Regions from separate parts of the Pan troglodytes genome. Here region 2 is linked to region 1. A link is a contact called in public HiChIP or PLAC-seq data. All regions are on one chromosome and are shown on one strand. Each heading gives the region's core, a stretch centred on a gene start, on an enhancer-like site or on the middle of the called end of the contact. The rest is flanking DNA. Distances are from core to core; before and after follow the strand shown.

What was found. HiChIP or PLAC-seq counts read pairs in DNA pulled down with a chosen protein or histone mark.
Region 2: an H3K4me3 HiChIP or PLAC-seq map of stem cell-derived excitatory neurons shows a contact between it and region 1, with 2.0 times the contacts expected there. The contact joins the promoter of SCYL1 here to the promoter of POLA2 in region 1. A contact is called at or near these places in 2 of 7 Hi-C or Micro-C datasets (induced pluripotent stem cells and stem cell-derived neural progenitor cells) and 1 of 1 datasets of contacts at active chromatin or transcription factors (stem cell-derived excitatory neurons).

What each region holds. Positions count from the first base shown.
Region 1 is chr9:67,588,261-67,593,115 of NHGRI_mPanTro3-v2.0_pri, reverse strand. It overlaps POLA2 (DNA polymerase alpha 2, accessory subunit), which reads right to left and starts at 2,586. Exons shown (of 19, transcript XR_001707349.4): 1 at 1,703-2,586.
Region 2 is chr9:67,847,506-67,851,904 of NHGRI_mPanTro3-v2.0_pri, reverse strand. SCYL1 (SCY1 like pseudokinase 1) reads right to left here and starts at 2,580. Exons shown (of 17, transcript XM_063783090.1): 1 at 2,354-2,580; 2 at 1,904-2,044; 3 at 1,575-1,697; 4 at 1,268-1,494; 5 at 745-835; 6 at 501-656. The coding sequence starts at 2,464.

The DNA.
Region 1 (4,855 bases), core at 1,337-3,836:
ACAACAAAAAAAAGGGAAATACGGTTGACTGTCAGGAAACATTAAGGTGCCACTGAAGTTACTGATGATCCAAAGTCCACAATTCCAAAGCCATTGCCATGAGATGAAAGCAACTGGCATCTTGGCCTGAAGCCTTTACAAATCTGGTTCACATAACTAATTTCTCTCATGCTGATTTCATGCTTACCACATACATTTCTGACTATGATCAGGTTTTCCACTTAAGACTTTTTTTTTTTTTTTTGAGACAGAGTCTCGCTCCTGTTGCCCAGGCTAGAGTGCAATGGTGTGATCTCGGCTCACCACAACCTCTGCCTCTCAGGTTCAAGCGATTCTTCCGCCTCAGCCTCCTGAGTAGCTGGGATTACAGGCATGCGCCACCACGCCCAACTAATTTTGTATTTTTAGTAGAGACACGGTTTCTCCATGTTGGTCAGGCTGGTCTCAAATTCTCGACTTCAGGTTATCCACCTGCCTTGGCCTCCCAAAATGCTGGGATTACAGGCGTGAGCCACCACGCCTGGCTAGTCTTCTTTTAAAAAGAGAAGGACCGAGCCTGCTGGCTTATGCCTGTAATCCCAGCACTTTGGGAGGCCAAGGTGGGTGGATCACTTGAGGTCAGGAGTTCGAGAGCAGTCTGGCCAACATGGTGAAACCCCTTCTCTACTAAAAGTACAAAAAAAAATTAGTCGGGCCTGGTGGCGGGCGCCTGTAATCCCAGCTACTTGGGAGGCTGAGGCAGGAGAATCGCTTGAACCTGGGAGGCGGAGGCTGAAGTGAGCCGAGATTGCACCACTGCACTCCAGCCTGGGTGATAAAACAAGACTGTCAAAAAAAAAAAAAAAAAGAGAGAGAGAGAGAGAGAAGGCACTGGGCATGAAGACTTGAAGTATTCTGGTTTCTGAAAGGAATTTCTCACCATAAATTAACGTTTCGTTATCTTTTTGTATATAAGAAGTTCAAAGTGTTGAGTGGTTAAGGCAGGTGCACATTCATACCGATTCTAGAACTTCCACATCTCCCAGGCTTTGCTTCAAATGACTCCTTACACTGCTCTACAGCTTGACCAACACGATGGACCCGTATGATGCAGCACGGGACTCCAAGGCAGGACACCTGGCTTCACAGACAGCTCAGGCAATTAGCTTTCTTTGTCTGTTTCTCCATCTGTAAAGCTCCCTAAAGCTCCTTCCACAGCTCAAATTCAATTTTAGGAACCTACCTCAAGGGATTCATATTTGCACAGACCACCAACAGCTATGATAAAATAACTGATGGATCAGCAGAGGTTTAAGGTGTAGGCTGGAAAGGGAGGAGCCAAGAATAAAAAGCTACATTTCAAAACCCCCACATCTCTTGCTTTGTTACCGGGGCTTCAACAATTTCCAAACTCAGGTGCCACCAGTGCCTAGTCTCGATCTAGCACATCCCAATTCCGCCTTTCGGGAACTTCGAGTTGGTTTAAAATCGTGCTGCATATTCCTATTTTTGATTTGGCATCCAAGCGGTACCCGGTGGGCATTTCAAAGTCCCCACATCCTAAATCTCAAAACTCAAGTTTGATTCTTCATCTCACAGCCACCGAGAACTCCGCTCCAGGGGAAGTGGAAATTGGAAGCGCTCCACTTTCGGTTCTAGGCGCCGAGGAACTCGGGCGAGAGCGTGGAGCACGGCTGCAGGGCGGGAGGGGTGCGGGACTCACATTTCTCAATTAGAGCCTCCTCGCAGTCTAGGCCGAAGATCTGCAGCTCCTCCGCCAGCTGCTGGGCGGATGCGGACATGGTCGCCCAAGCCAGGGACCGGGGAGCCGGCCCACCCAGCTCCGACCTGCGCCCAAGAAGCCCACGGGGGTGGCGAGCGATGAGCTCCTCGCCCTCTTATCCTTCCCCCCTCCGCGGACCGTGACTGGAGGTGACTGACCCAAGCAGGACCTCAGACCGTCAGAAGGCCCCGGCCGTCGGTCACAGAGAAATATTTTTTTTAAAAAATGAAGGGGTGGCTCCCAAACGCCCTGAATGGAGGGAGCAGAAATCTCGAGAGGACGCTCTCCTGGTGAGAACGTCCTGCTTCCCAAAAGCTACCGCTGAGCTTCTCAGTGACGGTGGCAGAACAGAGTGGCCGGAAAAACCCGCCAAATGGTTTGTGCAGTGCACGCATGCGCAAAACCGGGAACCAACCCCAAACCTTCCCCTTGCTTTCCCCGGCTCATTCCGGAACCCCATGCGCGCACGCGCGGCCCAGGGCGCGTGCGCATCAGCGGGCGTGTGGGCGTCTCTACGCACGCGCCTGGCGGCCCGCCAGTCAGCAGCTGCGCAGTTCTTTCTCACGGCGCGAGAATGCCGGTTGTGACTCGCAACGCCCGGGAGTTGCCTACAAGGAAACTGAGTCTGTGTGCGGATGCCTGTTTTCTGGGCATCGGCTGCTCGATAAAGCTCAGTGGCGCATGTTTGTCACCCTTTTGCCCTGATCCGTGGTGCGCAGGCGTTGTCGTGCGCGTGCCTTCGACTAAAACTTACTGTACCCCCTTCTCCATTCCCCTTGTCATCTCTGCCTGTTGTGCCCTTGGTTCATCCTAAAAGAATGGCTTCAGTAGGGAATCTGGTTGCCATGGTTATTATCGTGCTTATCACCGTGGTGCCAGCCACAGTGATGGGTATGTTTTCTGAATCTGGGGCATTTGGGGGGATATGAGGTGAGACGGTGACGGATAATTTAGTTTTGGACACGTTAAGTTTGAGTGCCTCTGGGATTTCCAGGTAGAGATTCCCAGTGGGTGACTGGAGGCTTGGGAGTGAAGGTAGGTCACTCAAGGATAGAGTTTAGGGGTAAGATGAGAAGAGGGTTCTCCCCTTGAAATACACCGTAATTCTTTGAGCCAAAAATCTCAACCGTAGGCGTCATACAATGCTGGTGGGATGGTATAGAGCGTTTCGAGAAAACAATTTAGCAATATGTATCAGGAACCTTAAAAATGTCCATCCCAGGCCAGGTGCGGTCGCTCACGCCTGTAATCCCAGCATTTGGGAGGCCGAGGCAGGCGGATCACTTTGTAGCAGGACGAGCCACAGACAAAACTCCTCAGACACCCGAGTTAAAGAAGGAAGGGGTTTATTCGGCTGGAGTCATCGGCAAGACTCCTGTCTCACCAGCCGAGCTCCCCGAATGAGCAATTCCTGTCCCTTTTAAGGGCTCACAACTCTAAGGGGGTGCGCCTGAGAGGGTTGTGATCAATTGAACAAGCAGGGGGTACGTGACTGGGGGCTGCATGCACCAGTAATTAGATCAGAACAAAACAGGATAGGGATTTTCACAGTGCTTCTCTATACAGTGTCTGTAATCTATAGATAACATAACCGATTAGGTCAGGGGTCCATCTTTACCAAGCCTAGGGTGTGAGGCCGGGCTGTCTGCTTGTGGATTTCATTTCTGCCTTTTAGTTTTACTTTTTCTTTCTTTGGAGGCAGAAATTGGGCGTAAGACAATATGAGGGGTGGTCTCCTCCCTTAACTTGAGCCCAGGAGTTCAAGATCGGCCTGGGCAACGTGGCGAAACCCCTTCTCTACAAAAAATTAGCGGGCGGTGGTGGCGGGTTCTTGTGATCTCAGCCACTCTGGGGGCTGAGGCTGGAGGAGCGCTTGAGTTCGGGAGGTCGAGGCTGAAGTGAGTCATGATCGCCTCACTGCACTCCAGCCTGGGCGACAGAGCAAGATCATGTCTCAAAAAGCAAACAAAGGCCGGGTGCGGTGGCTCACGCCTGTAATCCCAGCACTTTGGGAGGTCGAGGCGGGAGGATCACGAGGTCAGGAGATCAAGTCCATCCTGGCTAACACGGTGAAACCCCGTCTCTACTAAAAAAAAAAAAAAAGAAAAAAAAAAGAAATTAGCCTAGCGTGGTGGCGAGCACCTGTAGTCCCAGCTACTTGGGAGGCTGAGGCAGGAGAACGGCGTGAACCCGGGAGGCGGAGCTTGCAGTAAGTCGAGATTGTGCCACTGCACTACAGCCCGGGCAACAGAGCGAGACTCCGCCTAAAAAAAAAAAAAAAAAAAGCAAACAAAAACCGAAGTATGTGTGACCTCTAGTCAGCCAATGGCTGCTTGGCTGTATTTTGAATTTAGGCCTAGTTAGCCACTCCGGATCCATCATGAACCTCTTTTGGGGTTCACACCCTTAAGCCTCAAATATTTACTCTCTGGCTCTTTACGGAAAATGTTTGCAGTTTCCCACCATCAGCAGTAACCAATGGATATCAAATGTGTTACATACATATTTTTCCCAACCTGTCTTTTAACTTTGTGGGGTTTTTTTTCTACCACACAACACTGTGCAATTCTTTTCCTGTATGGGTTTTAGGTTTCCTGCTTTGTTTAATAAGGTCTCCTCGACATAAGCTTATGCAAATATTCTTCCAAGTTTTGTTTTATTAGTTTTAGTTACGTTTTGCCTTTAGTTCGCTAATCCACCTATAATTAATCTTATTTGTGATGTGAGGAAGGATTTAGCTTTGTTTTATTCCTGACAAACAGCCAGCATGTCAGCAGTTATACTTAGTAAATAAAACATTCTTCAACTGACTTGAATTGTGATCTTTTATGTATCAAGTCCCCATAAACACTTGAATCTGTTTCTGGATTTTCTGTTTTATTCCACTGATTTATTTGTTGTCTTTTCTGTGTCAATATAATATTTTGATTGCAGGAGTAAATCAAGTGGGTTTTAGATCTGTGACATAGCCAAGTCCTAAAACAATAGTAGCTGAGACAAAATAGAAGTTTATTTCTCTCGTCAGATAAAATAATTTCAGAGATAGGTAGCCCAGGGCTAAAGTGGTGGCTTCACATTCATCAGGCCTCCATC
Region 2 (4,399 bases), core at 1,331-3,830, 260 kb before region 1:
TGGGATTACAGGTGCCCGCCTAGCTGATTTTTTGTATTTTTAGTAGAGATGGGGTTTCTCCATGTTGGTCAGGCTGGTGTAGAATTCCTGACCTCAGGTGATCCACCCACCTCAGCCTCCCAAAGTGCTGGGATTACAGGCATGAGCCACCGCGCCTGGCTCCAATTTAACATCTGTAATCCAAAAAAATCTGAAATGCAAAATGCTCTAATGGGCATTTCCTTGGATTGTAATGTTGGTGGTCAAAAAGTTTCCAGTTTTGGAGTAGATCATGCATTTTCGGATTAGGGATGCTCAACCTGTACTATTATTGGGACTGAACTTCAGCCAAGGGAAGTCACAGAGTGAGTATGAGCTGGAGCCTGGGTTTGAACCCGGATTGGCCTAACTCCACAGTCCATGCTTGTCTCCTGAGGGTCAATTGTGAGGTACCCTGAAAAGCAGGGTAGGGGCAGAATGAAAAAGGTAGGGTCGAAGCCCAGGGTGGGTTGGGGGCTCACCTGAATCTCCTCCAGGAAGAGGTTGGTTTCTACAAAGCGGTTGCTCATGAAGCCACCAGGTGCCTGGCAGTTCTGCAGGAAGCGGGCTGGGTTGGGACGCACCTTGGGGTTTGCTCCCACCAGCTCACAGTAATGGGGCACCAGCGTTTTGGGGATCTGTAGGGGAGGGGTCAGTGTCAGGGCAGGGGTAGCCAGCTGGCAGAGGGGCTGAGGCAGGGCAAAGAGCCAGGGGCAAGAAACTTACCTTCCCAGGGTTGCGTAGGGCTGCTGCCCGAGGTAGGGGCCCATTGAAGACTTCCCAAATGAGGCAGCCCAAGCGCCACATGTCTGCTGACCTGTGGCAGTGACCCAGAGCTCTTAGGGCCCCACCAACCACCTGCACAGGCCTCCAGCCTGCCTTGGGCACCAGGCACCCACTGCATGCCAGGGCCTGGCTATGTCCCTCAGCTGAGCCATCAGTCCCAAGAGGCAGGTTTCATTAGCCTCACTTAACAGATTAAAAAAACCAAGGCTCAGAGAACTAGGCACATCTGTCCAGGTCACAGAGCTTTCAAGTTCAGAATCACCCAACCCCGAATGCTGTGTCCGTCCTGCCCTACCGCCCTGAGGACCCTGGGGGCAGAGGAGTGTCCCTCACTCCTGGGACACTGATTCCCTCCCCAGCCAGGCAGCAGGGAACAGGGGAGTGCCAACTAGTCTAGGAGTCCTGAGGCTGCAGGGGCCTCCAGGACAGGGCAGGTTGGGGCGCGCTGCCCCCAGTCACCCACCACTTCTCTCTGACCACTCTGCCACTGCTGTCAGCCAACTCCGGGGGGTCATACTGCTCAAGCTCGGGGATCCCCTTGCGGGGAGGTCCCCCACCGTTGCCCTGGGCTGAATACATGTAGTCCAGGCCCCCAAGCTTCCACTCGCCAGCTCGGTCCACGAACACGGCGGCCATGCAGACATTGTTGTGGATGAGGCTGCAGTCGTTGACCAGGAAGCTGAGGGCTTTCTGGGGGCAAAAGGAGCCATCACGCCCCAGCACCTGCAAGCCCCCATCCCTGCTCTCATCACCACTGCCCCCCACCTCACCACGATCTGGTGTAGCCCCCAGGAGATCTCCAGCTCCTTCAGGCCACCAGCCTCCACTCTCGCCTTGAGGTATATTCCCAACGGGGTCACAGCCTCTGTCACGACGTGGAGGCATTTTTCTGTCTGGGGAAGGGGACACAGGGTTATCAAGGACGGAGGGGCAGAGAGGAAGGAGAGATAAGCGACTTGAAGTTGGGAGAGATGGGGAAGAGGAAACCAAATCTGGGGGTGCTGGGGCACATAGGGTGGAAACAGGGCAGGAGGGGAGACAGGAGTGGGTAACCAGGACATCGTGAGGGGCAGAGACGGGCAGGCAAGGCAGCAGGTACCTCCAGTCCATCGATGTAAGCCAGGATGTTGGGGTGCCGTAGAGTTTTGAAGCGCTTGAAGGCAGCTTTGGCCACCTGGGTCTGCTCTTCCGCGCCAGGCTTCACATCATAGACGAAGATGGACACGGGGCTGCCTGTGGCCTAGGGGAGGGCAGCGGGGCCTGAGATGGTCCCAGAGCTGTTGTGTGGCCGGAAGACAAGGGCCCGCAGCCAGGTCTCTCTCCAGGTCAGCCTTAGGGACACTTCGCCGGGCCCACGTGACCCCGGCCCTGTCCGCCTGTCGGTCCCGCGGTCCCTCCGCCCGCCACGTAGGCACTGCCCGCCCCCTCCCCGGCCTGCTACCCCTTGGTTCCGCCGCCACGTCAGGCCGGGCGCGACGCGACGGGGCCGGCGGCGCGGAATAGGCAAGGCCCAGGTCGACCGCGGCCTACGGAGCTCGGCCGCACTCACCTTCTTGCGGCCGCGGTGCAGGGCCCAGGGCCCGGGCAGGCCGCCCTCTGGGGGCTCCGGGATGAGCTCGAACGGAAAGTCCCGGACCGGGTCCCGGGCAAAGAACCACATCGTCCCCACCGCCGCCGCGGGCTCGGGCGCCTTAGCTCCGGGTCCTCCGGCCGCCCGAGCCGGGGCGGGGCGGAGAGGGGGCGGGGCCTGCGTCTGACGGGGGCGGGGCCCGGGGGCAGGGCGGGGCCTACGTCGGGGCGGAGCAGTACGTGAATTGGGGCGGGGTGGGGCAGAACCTGAGTTGGGGCGGGAAGGGGCGGGGACAAGGGAGGGGCGGGAGAGGGGCGGGGATGGGGGAGCTAGGGAGGGGCGGGGATGGGGGGCTAGGGAGGGGCGGGGCAGTCCGGGGCGGCGGGCGGTACTCAGATCAGTACTCCGCCGCCGGGTAAGTCACTTAAAACCCTCCAAGCCTGTGAGCCCTTTTATCTAAAGAGGCCTAAATCCTAAAGGATAATAGAGCCTGCCGTCTAGCGTACTGTAAGGATGAGAGCTTAAGAAGGGACAGACGGATGGGGAAACCGAGGCAAAAAGGGGGAGAGGTAGAAAGACTGACAGGCATGAGAGGGTGCAGTGAGGAGTGAGGCAGAGACCCAAAGAGGGAGACTGGCCCCACGCCAGACACTCTCTCCCACCAGCAAGTGGGTGCCTCCAGGCTCCGGGGAGGAGTCGGTCCTGGTGAAGTGACCATGAGAAAAGCACGAGGAGACGCCCCAGAGAAAGAGCGTGGGTGAGAGGCAGAGAGTGAATCCAAGGTTCCATGGAGGTCCAGAACCCCGGGGCAGGGGCGGGCACCCAGGGAATGGAGGAAGGAGAGACTGAGGAGGGAAGAAGAAGTGACCCCAGGAAAGGAGGGAGGGAGAAGGAGCAACTGGGCAAGTCTGGAAGAGGCCAAAGGGCTGGGAGGGGACCCTGCTCTCCTGGGCTCAGCTGCCCGGCTCTCAAGCCAACGGATTGCATCTCTCAGTGCCTGTGTAGACAGCCATGGAGTGGTGTTAGCTCAATCAGCACATCACACTGGTGGGGATCCAGCCCCTGAGCTGTGTAGGAGGGGCTGGACAGGCAGTGGTTCCTCTGCTGGTAGGGTCTCAGGACCCAGGCTTGGGGACAGTGCCTCAACCACAGCTATGGAGCACTGGTGAGATTCTGGGACCGGTTATGAAAAGTCTGGTTGGGATGCCTTTGGGAGATAACTCAAGGGCAGAGATGCCACAGTGAGACGTTGCTGGGTTTCAATCACGGTTCAGCCCCTCATTGGATGTGAGAACTCACACAGTTCCCTTTGGGTGCGTTAGGTCCCCCATCTATAAACTGGGGTGAGGGCCAGGCACAGTGGTTCACGCTTGTAATCTCAGCACTTTGGGAGGCCGAGGCTGGAGGATCACCTGAGGTCAGGAGTTCCAGGTCAGCCTGACCAACATGTTTGAAGGGGGCCTGCCCCTCCACACCTGTGGGTATTTCTCGTCAGGTGGAGACGAGAGACTGAGAAAAGAAATAAGACACAAAGTATAGAGAAAGAACAGTGGGCCCAGGGGACCGGCACACTCAGTATACGAGGACCTGCACCGGCGCTGGTCTCTCAGTTCCCTCAGTATTTACTGATTACTATTTTCACTATCTCTGCAAGGGGACTGCGGCAGAACAGGGTGATGGTGGGAAGAAGGTCAGCAGGAAAACATGTGAGTAAAGGAATCTGCGTCATAAATAAGTTCAAGGGAAGGTACTGTGCCCAGATGTGCACGTAGGCTGGATTTATGTTTCTCTTTACCCAAACACCTCAGTGTAGCAAAGAGTAACAGAGCAGTATCACCGCTAGCATATCTCGCCTCCAGCCATAGGGCAGTTTTCTCCTATCTCAGAATAGAATGACTGGTGGGCTTTACACCAAGACATTCCATTCCCAGGGACATACGGGAAACAGAGGCCTTCCTCTTATCTCAACCGCAAAGAGATCTTCCTCTTTTACTAATTCTCAGCACAGACCCTTTACGGGTGTCG